Regions from separate parts of the Gossypium hirsutum genome. Here region 2 is linked to region 1. A link is a contact called in public Hi-C data. All regions are on one chromosome and are shown on one strand. The core of a region is the stretch at or near the end of the contact, and the rest is flanking DNA. Distances in the headings are between cores, read along the strand shown. Region 1 has its middle 23 kb from the start of LOC121230430. Region 2 holds the start of LOC107963018 (cysteine-rich receptor-like protein kinase 14).

Region 1 (5,666 bases), core at 1,945-4,444:
AAGTTAAGTCATTAATACACTACATTATACATTTCAAGTTTAATATCTACCCCCGGTCCAATTGACCGTTTTGCCCCTAACCTTTCACATTTTTATGATTTAGTCCCTAGGCTCGTATAATGAAACACATGCACTTTCTGTCTTACCCAAGCCTAGTTGAACCTTTTCCTTCATATGGTAGCCTACATTTTCCATTATTTTTCTAATTTCTACCACACATTTACATCTTTTGCAAAATAGTCCCTATAAGGGTTTTTCATGAAAATCAACTAGGAAAAGATGTTTAATACACATTCATCTTTCATATTCCTCCATAATCCATCAAAATACAAGCAACTCATGCATGGGTAAGTTTTTAAACATGAACCCTAGCATGAAATATGGGTAGAAATGGAGAGAGCAAGCTATCGGGATTTCAAAAATGCAAAGAGCATGAAAAACGGGGCTTGGAAGTACTTACTATTGAGCTTGGAAAGCTTGAAAACCCTAGCTATGGAAACCCTTGAATTTTTGGCTGGACAAGGAAGAGAATGGGTTGATTTTGGTTCATTTTCCCCATTTTATTTCATTAAATTACCAAATGACCAAAATACCCTTAAGCCATTTCCTTAAAATTCCATCCATGCAAGCTCATTTTTGTCCAAAAACTTAGAATTTGGGCAAATTTCTCTCCAAGACCTTCTAATTCATAACCCAAAGCAATTTCATACAAATTGCTTCTAGAATTCAAGTTTTGCAATTTATTCAATTTAGTCCCTAATTGCCAATTGGACACCTTACTCAAAGTATTTCTTCCTGAAACTTTAACACATGAATATACTCATATTCTAGGCCTCATAATAATCATATAGTAAATATTTTGATGTCAAATTTGTGGTCCCGAAACCACCATTCCAACTAGGCCCTATTTCAAGATGTTACAAGAACTTACTGCGCTATAATCATATTATCAACAACATTTCTTCCTGCAATAAATCTCGCTTGCTCTTGGTCAATGATCTTAGGAAAGAGAATCTTGAGCTGGTTCACTATCACCTTCATAACAAGTTTATATAAAACAAAACAGAGGTGATAGGTCGAAATTGAGAGAAACTTTCAGGGTTCTGAACTTTTGGAATTAAAATGATCAGGGTATTGTTTAGATTCGAATTAAAAACATTATCCCCAAAGATCCTCTTAACCCAATTACATATTGATCGTCCCACAACATCCCATTGTTTCTGAGAGAATAAAGCGAGAAAGCCATCACTTCTTGGTGCCTTTCGCGATGCCATGTCAAAAAGTGATCTTTTGATCTCCTCATCTAATACAGGTATTCTAAAGAAGTCAATATCCATATTCCCAAGTTGTGGATAGCCAATGGTAAGTAAATTCCCCGTAGGACCAGGAACCTCAGCATACAACTTTTGGAAGAATGTAATAGCCTCTATTTTAAGAGTTTCAGGTTCAAAAATCCATTTGCCATCTAAGTTACGGAAGTTCGTTATACTATTTTATTTTCTCCTTTGAATCCTACACCTATGAAAATACTTAGTATTATTGTCTCCTAACTTCAACCAGTCACATCTCGATTTTTGCTTCCAGAGTAACTCTTCATGATAAAGAACATTTTCTAGTTCCTCTAGAGTTTCCAATTCACGTTGTACCAAGTTATTAGAACTAGAGACATCCATAATGCACTGAATATCGCTAATTTTTTAATCAACTATTTTTTTTTAGTATTGATATGCCCATAGACACATTTATTCTAGTTCTTGAGTCTTTCAGTGAGTGATTAAGAGAGCCTAAAATGTTATCGTCAAAACTCTAGTTATCCGAAAGGAACTCCAGGAAATTCAAGTGTTCCAACCAACCAGCTAAAAAATGGAAAGGTCTGCCTTTAGGAGGGGATATATTCGATTGTAAAGACATTAAAATAGGCTTATGGTCTGATTTAATTCTTGGAAGATGAGTCACCACACAATTAAGGAACAACTCTACCCAAGCCTCATTACCTAAAGCCCAATCCAAATGCTTGAATAGAGTACCATGATGCCAAGTGAAAGGGGAACCTCTAAACCCCAGATCATGGACTTTATTAGTGTTAACAGAATCACAAAAAAAAAGACACCTTTGACCTGTCACTTGGCCACCCTTCTTTTACTCTGCCGATAGAATGGCGTTAAAATCCTCAAAGCCAACCAAGGAGAATGACCTGAAAGGATAGATAACCGTAAACCCTTCCAGAGAAGCCTCCTTTTTTATCTATCTGGGCTACCATAAAAAAAGCAACAAAAATCAGTCGTGATTGAAGAATAGACAAAATATGAGTCAAAATAAATTGATGATGATTTCTGATCACCTCTATATCAATGGACTCCTTCCATCCTGGCCAAATACCACCTGATAAACCAACTGGTTCTACCCGATGAGTTCTTTCCAACCCTAATTTTGCAATAATAGTATCAACTTTAAGACCACTAACCCTTGGTTCAAGCAAGCTAAAAATATCTAGTTTAAATTCATTACTATATTCTCGAAATATTCTTGGAAATTTCGAATTCGCACAACCCTACACATTTCAAGAAAAAGTGAATAAATTCATAATAAAAATTGAAAAAAGGAGATAACATATTTATTGTCCGGCATGGACAGTACTATCCGAGCCTTCGGTTTCTCTTGTCACTTTTTCCTTAGCAACTTGACCGTCCAACTCCGAGGAGATAAGATCTGCTGCCTTCAACTTGGATCCAACAAGAGAGGCTTGTGAGCTCCCCATAGCCTTAAAATGATTACTTGGTCCCTTAAGAGTTTTATTAATCTTCCAATCACCCTTAGGATCCCTTGCTTTTCCACCATTATCGTGACCATTAACTGGGTTAAAAGTATTTCCCAACTTAGCAGCTTTATTAACGCCCGTTGTCCCAGTTAAAGTCGAGCTAGAGGTTGCTTGGAAGGTAATTGTCGAATGATTGTTAGAGTTGAGAATGCTTTCATTTATGGTCACTGCCACAACTTCCACTTATTCAACTGCAGGATTAAAATTTTTTATCATTAAAACCTGCAGGAACTGTAAGCACTGTATCGCCCAAATCTCCAACTTCTCAATCAAGAATTCCAGCAGAATTGTCAACAGTAGTATCGATTTTCCCAGCGTTGGGTAGGACCGCCCCACCTATCAAATGGTCCTTCAAAGGTGCGTTTGGCCCAGGCGCATTGCTGGACCTAGAACTCTGCCCAATCGATAGCCCACCTGTTTTGCTTGGGCCTTTGTCATGAGCATTGGACCTGGAAATATTCAAAATAGAATTAGAATTTTTGTTAATTAAAGAACCCACTAACCTTTCCCAAGATCGAACTTCATATTTCTTTCACCTTGACAATATCTTCCCAAAATCTGCATTTACAATTTCTTTCCCATTTTTTCCATGGCCGAATATCTGTCCCTTATCCCGAAACCACTCCCTAAAGAATCAGAATTGAAAGATAAGGCATGAAATCTCGACCCCGAAAATTTCTCCCCTTCTCCAGTCATTCCATGTTTGTTCTATTCACGTGAGTTACACCTGAATCTCCTTTCCACCAGCATCCAAGGACCGAAATCATCGCTTCTAGTCGTCAAGTCTGCATCTGGTTGTGGATTTCCGATTGTCAGAGTATATTCTTCCGATTTGTTCCCTGTTGCTTGTATATGCGGACAACCATCCTTGGAGTGGCCATACCGTCCACACGAGAAGAAGACAATCGATAAGCTTTTGTACTCGATTAGTTGAAGATTTCCATTGATGAGGACTTGTGAGATAAGAGGTTTCTCCAGATTGATAAAAACAATCATTCGCACGTATTGACCCCTTGTTTGGTTGTCTGTATTAAAATCCAATTTGGTAACCTTCCCCACCATTCCCCCAAGTTCCATAATACCTCTTTTTGTTAGAGATGGCTAGGCAATCCTAGGAGTCTAATCCAAGCCAGGACATTACTAGGATAGAGAGTCCAAGGTTGAACCGTCAAGTATTGCCCGAAGATAATCCATGGACCCCGTGATAAAACCTTCTCATAGTCTTCAGAATATTGGAATTTTGATCCATTTTTCTATATCCATCATTTGAAAGGGTTGAAATGGTCTCCAAAGTCCATAAACTTTATTTTGTAGTGTTGTGATATTCCTTCCCAACAGTTTGAGAATCACAGAAGTAGACATGTCTTTAACTAATAATTTTTTTACTCTATCTGAGAACACAATGGCGGGGATGTCATTGAGTATCAACTTTTTAACGTCACCTTCCAGTAGTGAAAAAGTCGTATTGGTAGCGTTTAATTCTCTCCCAATAAGAAACGGTGGAACCTTTCCCCATAACCATATTTTTCCAGGGCAAGGTTGGAATCGGTGTTGAATCAACAGCCATCACATTTTCAATACTAGACGTCGACTCCTTGAAACAAACCTTCTTGTTGTTTGAATCGCTAGAAATATCATCTTTTTTTTTCTTTTTTCGCAGAGAGAGTCCATGGTGAAAGGGAAATTTACCCGTAGTATATGGTTTTTTTTTTTTTTGGCAAGACGGTATGTGTAATTTTAAATGTTACAAAAATTAAAGGTAAGAGTAAAGTAAAATGATGAATCTTAAATATTTGAAAGCAACAATAAATTAAAAATATGATTAATTAACCTAACAATATGTCTAATTAAAATTATAAACTTTGCATAATATCTTATATTATATCTTATATATCTAAATGTCATGTGAATTAATTATTCTATTGATATATGTACAACAATGCTTTTAACTATTTTAATATAAATTAAATTTTAAAATATTTTAAAAAAATTAATTATGTTTATTTAATTTTTTATTTTAATTAATTTACTTTTTTTCTATAAATTAATTTACCTTTTACACAATAGTGAATCCAAAAACTTTTTTAATAGGATCAAAATTTAATTATAATTTTTCTTTAAATCAAATTATAAGTTTATTATTAATTTATAATTTTATTATTTTTGAAGGGACTAAATAGAATTTTTATTTTATTTTTAGGAGGTTAAAATGCAATTTTAATATATATTAATTTATAATTTCTTTATTTATAAGAGGATTGACTTGAAATTTTTTCATTTTGAGGGACCAAAATACAATTTTACTATATATTAATTTATAATTTTTCTATTCGTAAGATAACTAAATTAAAGTTTATCATTTTTGGGAGGCTAACACCCTTGCCTACCCCTCAAATCGCCTCTACTTTTCATATATATATATATATATATATATATTACTTTTATGTATAAAATTAGAGGTGTTCATGGGTCGGTCTGGGCCCAATAAAAAATTTAGGCCCAGGCCCTGCCTATAAATGGGCCTACAATTTTGTTCAAGGTCGGCCTAGTCTGTTTGTATTATTGTTTTTTTTTTAAAATATAATACATCAAAAATATAAAAACATTAAAATAAATATTTCTCAATAAATTGAAAATAAATTAAGAAAATATGTATACTTAAATAACACCAAGATAGGTGCAACTTAACAAGTAAATGTCTCTAAAATAGTAACAAAATTAACAATAAAACAATAGTTATATAATAACAACAAAATAGTAAAAAAAACAGCAATAAAACAGTAAAAAAGTAGTTCTTTTTTTTTGCATATTTGGGTTGGGCCCGGCTCGGGTTAAAAAAGTCGTACCC
Region 2 (5,666 bases), core at 981-3,480, 350 kb after region 1:
TAGGTCCCGACGACTTTGCTTGTGTCAGCTCGAGTTTGATCAACAGTAAACAATTTCGCCATTCCAAAATCTGAGATTTTAGGATTCATCTCTTCATCTAACAATATGTTGGCTGGTTTTAAGTCGCGATGGATGATTCGGTACTGAGAATCTTCATGAAGATAAAGAAGTCCCTTAGCTATTCCCTCTATAATTTTGTACCTCTTCTCCCAATTTAGTAGTAAACACTTTACTGGATCTACAAAATTAGAAAAATTCTAGGACTTAAATGCACATTCAGAATTCAAAATGTTTATACTCATGTGATTAGTCATGAACCGAATAGTCAAAACCAGAGTTCTGAAACTTTTCACCAATATAACACAACTTGAACTGTATTCTGCCAAGACAGGCAACCTAATAAATCAACAAGAATTCAATAGGTATAGTTTGAAAGGATCGATATCCCACCGAATATAAAGTTATCAAGGCTTGAGTTAGGCAGAAACTCGTAGATGAGAATCCTTTCCTTTTGTTCAAAGCTTAAACCAAGAAGCCTAACCAAATTCCTGTGTTGAAGCTTTGCCAATAACATAACTTCATTCTTGAATTCTTGTTCTCCTTGTCCCGAACTTTCAGACAGCCTCTTGATAGCTACTTTTCGTCCGTCTTCAAGCTGACCCTGGTGGTATTTGGAACAAAGAAGAATGATGGCAAACACCAATGTTTATTTCCTAGTATTTGTTGGAAGCCATCAAACTGGAGGCTTCAATTTCATAAATTCAGTCATTCTGTATTTTTTTTTCCTTCATTGAGATATTAGAAATTTTCAGAGGCCAAATCATGAATTACCTTATAAACAGAACCAAATCCCCCTCGTCCAAGCAAGTTGGCGTCTGAGAAGTTGTCTGTTGCAACTCTTACAGCATTAAAGCCAAACTGCAATGATTCCCCATGGGTCTTGTTATCTGCAGCATAACAAAGAATCAATTAAGTTATAGCAAATGAATAGGAGAGGAAAGCATCAAAGCTACTTAAAGCTAACCACATCCTGTTGTGTGTGTGCGCGTGTGTGTTTCTTTTTTTTTTTTTTTTTGTTTCTAGATTTACATAATCGGTATATGATTTCTAAAGAAGTATGAAACAATGCATAAACATGGCAAGGGGTCGATCTTTGGCTAAGTAGTCAAGTTAGGACTATAGAAAAGAAAATCAAAGACCAACTTACTTTGATCATCCCGCTTTGTTTTTTTTATCCTTTTAAGGAGAACAGCAACTGCAAGTATGATAAGTACTGCCACCAAGATGACTATGGGAACAATTATAATGGCAATGGTATGGGATGAATGGCTGCCTCCGTCCCCTGCACAAGCAACAACTTTTCATTTACATCAATTTCTTCCTGAAACCAGCATGCCATCTAGCAGATAGGTAGTTACCTTTCTTGCTTGTAGAGTTCACTGACAGTGGCGGAGGACTAGCAGGAGAAGGTGGAGGAGATAAGGATGCAGCAGTAGAAGCATTGCGTGTATAGAAAGGATACAAATCCCATCTGAACCAACAGTTAGGCTTCTGAACATAACCTCCCTGCTTTCCACGGCAACAGCTTTCATAGTAACTCACGGATTGCCTTAGGCAGGAATCACAATCCTTGTGTGATAAATCTGGAGTGCACTGCATAAGTGCATGTATCGTTTGGAATGCTGTAAAATCTGCTTCCCCGGTTGCATACTTAGTAGAAGACCCGCTGGAAGCCTTGCTCACCACTCTGTCCATCAAACTCTCCCAAATAGTATCAAATTGAGTTAAATTGGAAGTGATGTCGGCCGTATTATAGCCTGCATCAGTGGGTTGTAGCTCCAGGGTTCCAAAAAAGGGGCGATTTGCATAGCGTGCAAGACAAGGAGGATCAGCTCCCCATGAAAGGGCTTCTTTCGGTTGGGACAGCTAGCTATGAGATCCTGGATTGAGGAATTGAGACATGTATAACAACCGTTTGGAGTAGAGTCTCCTCTGCACATACCAAGAGCGCAAATTTTGTTGGAGTTTTGGCCGATACTGGCAGTAGAGAAACCACCATTTGCAGAGACATTAGGTAGGAGAGAAGCGAGAATAAGGTCTCTGTTTTTGCCATATGTACTATTAAGGGTGAAATTACCAGTGTCATAGCATCGTAGGTTAGCATCAACGAGAGCAATGCCGATAAGCAGATGGGAGAGAATTGAAGAAAGAGCTTTAAGTTTAATCCACATTTTGAGATTCTATAATTTCAAGGAACCAAAATCGAGAAAAAAGAAGTGGGAACTTAGTATTCCAGATATGTTTCGACAGAGATGGGAAGTATTTGTGTTTAGGTTTCCTTGCCTGGTGTGGGAGAAAGATTCAAGAGCGCCCATTAAAGCAAAAAGGTCTAAGCTGTTAAAAGTCGCTCGAAACTTAAGACTTCCATTCCTCAGTGTTACCTGTGTGAGTGAGGTAGGTCTAGTTAGTGGACAATGAATCGGAGCGTGACCACTGGCTTCAATCCATGCTAGGAAGCTTGGTTTTCGGGTTATCTTTTTGACAAATCCAAGTCAATGTCTACCTATCAAACAAAATTTCGGAAAATAATTTCGCTTAATTCATTATGAAAACTCGTATATGTTGAATTGGATGGTTTTGTCAGTTTTGAAAATTCAAACTCGTTTTCTGTGGTACGTATTTTGCCACAGTTCCCACTTCCTTTCCAAGTTTCATTTGCTTCTTGAATTTACTACCTGCCTGTCAGAGTAATTACTCTTGTTGGGCTAATTAGTGCAGTATATTGGACTTTTTTTTACGTAAATAATTCAAAAAATATAAATAACCCAGATTGAAAAACTATAATGAAAATTACATGAAATCTATAGTGTCAAGCGATACCGGCACTCCGATGGTTGGCACCAAAGTTAATCACCGTGTAATGATTGCTTGTTGATTGGGCTGAGGTTTAAAAAAAAATATTTCACTTTTGCGGCGTCTACATGGTCGGCACCGGAAAGAAAACTCAAATATTCTTTCAGTATTTTTTTATGTTGGCACTTGTGGTAGGTAAAAAAAATTTTGGTCCCGTGTTTCTCAAGACTGAAACCCGGGTAAGAAAATAACTTCTTTTTGGTATCGGCCTTCCCCATGCCTCATCGGTTATTCTTTTGTAGAGAAAATATTTTTTTTAAAAAAAACTTTGGTGTCAACCTTCTAGTTGCTGACACTAGTATTTTATCAATAATATATATATTTTTGGTGTAGGCCTTCCATCTATCGGCACCCATGTTTGAAAAAAATGAACATTTTTTTAGGGTGCCGGCTATCTTCGTTGCCGGCACAAATAGGCTATATATTGATTTTTTTTGTCTGTTTTGGTTGAGTTTTTTTTCTTTTTTTTTTCTTTAATAGTTTAAAAGAAAAAAACCAAAGAAATATCAATGTTTCATTGTGAATGAAACAAATTTTGTTGAAGATGAATAACCAGATGTTAGTGTATGTTCATTTCGATGAAAAAATGGTAAATACAACTGAAATGCTGGCGGAACTAAAGTGGAAGATCAATGTTGTAACACCCCTAACACATCTTCGTCGCGGGGTTAGGGTTATAGAGTATTACAACATACATCACAAGAATTACTAACATTTAACTATTCAAATATAAAATTAAATAACAAAATTCAAATTCAAATGTTATTCATAAAATAAATACGATTATTGACCCTAAATCAGACATACAGAGCTTTTAAAAAATAATTTAGGAACAATCAAGGACTAATTTGAAACAAAACTGAAAGTTTTAGAAAAATTTAAAAATTTTGAAAACAAGGGTCATACGGCTGTGTCGCAAGATATGTCCCCGACTATGTGACACACTAACTTGGAACACACGACCTTGTAAAATGACCATGTGCAACACACGGCCATGTAACAGCCATGTCTCAGGCCGCGTGCCCCTAATTTTTCCTTCAAATGCAAGTTTACCAAAACGTGCTTACTTGAACATCAACACCTTATTTACCAACAATTAAACATATTCAAAACACACTTGAACAAGCCCAAAACATGCAAAAATCATCTAACTTAAGTTCCTACCCAATGTGTCTTCATTGACACCACAATTCATTTAACAAACTTATCCACAAATCATATCAAATAAGTTACATTCTAACCTATGAGTTCATACATAAAAACACATACCAACTTATCATGTTATTTTACCTATTCATATTCAATTCTACCACAATGCAAACATTTCTAGATTATTTATATCAACTAATCAAACCCAAGGTTATATGCACACTTCATTCCAACACAAAAGGCCTAAACATAAGTGGTCTAAAACCAAGCTTAAACATCTTTACATCACCCAAATATGAACACATAGAAATATGTACTCAACTTAAGTACAAAACACACCTATTACATTACAAGTTCCATGCCATAATTGAATTTTCATACCATTAACAAGCATATTATTAACCAAAAACATACATTCATCGCACAAATATAGAACATACCATTTTTAATAAGTACTTTAAACATATACAAGATACTCTTATTACATGTCACATATCTCAAAAATAAATGTTTTCAAAATCTACCAAAAAAAGTCTGGATAGTGTGATATTCGTGTTGATCCAATTGCCTGATTCTGCAAAATATTATCTACAAGGAAATAAGAAATTGAAGTAACTAAACTTTTACGATCTTAGTAAGTTCACAGGTTGAAATGTTTTAACTTACCATATAATCATAGTTTTATAAATAGCAAAAACAATATCTAACATTAACTATGTCAATCACAACCATTCAACAGGTGAATTTCATAAATACGAGTTATTTAATCACTTCATTTATAAAGTATCAATCATTATCAAGTCACGATATAACATTGGAAATCATGAATACATGTACAAATCTTTCACAAGAAAATATAACTAAATATCAGTTACATATCATCATTAAGTCATTTAACCGTTAAAAATTCAGCCTAATGAACAATACAAACGGATATGGATACGTAGTTATCCACCCAAAACTCGCAAAAAAGCTCATACAAGCCAAACCAACCGAGAACATGCCTTGGCACCAAGTGCCTAGCCCAGAAGCTAACATCTCTCTAGAAACACGGCTGGACACCAAGTGCCAAACTCGAAGACTTTACATCCGCCTTCGGTAACACGCCAAATCACTGTAAATATAACACGGAAGTCCACAACAAATGTTAGACTCCAGTATATTCAGTGGACAATAACAAGTCAGGAATCATCATCTCAATACAAGTTAATCCCATACAGCGCGTAAAATAATCTATTGACATGCGAATTGTATCTTATCCTATGTTCATTCGGGCTCGATATACAATACCGCATAATATCTTATAATACAATTTCATTACTCACCTTGAATAATAATTATGATTATTTCATTAAATATATAGTCAATAAATCATAAATCACAAGTTAATAAAATTTTGCAAATTACTTAGTAGTGCTAAATTGCAGAGATAGCAAAATTCAAGGACTAATCAGCAACTTTTGCTTTTCCACGATTATCTACTTGTTCTTGATTTATGAAGTAAATTTTATTTCAATTATTAGCTTCAGCTTCATGTAATATTTAATTTAATGCTTATGTCTTCCTATATATAATTTTTCACAATTACCCCAAACTTTTACACA

Evidence for each region. A called contact is a pair of places that touch in the nucleus more often than the background predicts.
Region 2: a Hi-C map of leaf shows a contact between it and region 1, with 4 times the contacts expected there. The contact joins the promoter of LOC107963018 here to the enhancer-like site in region 1. A contact is called at or near these places in 14 of 34 Hi-C or Micro-C datasets (anther, callus, fibers and 2 more).

The regions. Positions count from the first base shown.
Region 1 is chrA06:78,619,342-78,625,007 of Gossypium_hirsutum_v2.1, forward strand. No RefSeq gene overlaps it. Among protein-coding and RNA genes, the nearest start is that of LOC121230430, 23 kb to the right of the region's middle. Within about 2 kb of position 3,195, at least 7 of the 9 cell types and tissues checked have an H3K27ac peak or open chromatin away from gene starts, as enhancers often do. A contact at or near this core is called in fibers and leaf, where this site is marked.
Region 2 is chrA06:78,965,690-78,971,355 of Gossypium_hirsutum_v2.1, forward strand. LOC107963018 (cysteine-rich receptor-like protein kinase 14) reads right to left here and starts at 2,231. Exons shown (of 1, transcript XM_016899619.1): 1 at 1,785-2,231. The coding sequence starts at 2,231. The coding sequence ends at 1,785. It overlaps LOC107961698 (cysteine-rich receptor-like protein kinase 25), which reads right to left and starts at 2,588. Exons shown (of 7, transcript XM_016897772.2): 1 at 1,419-2,588; 2 at 1,208-1,342; 3 at 832-947; 4 at 451-661; 5 at 1-238. The coding sequence starts at 1,755.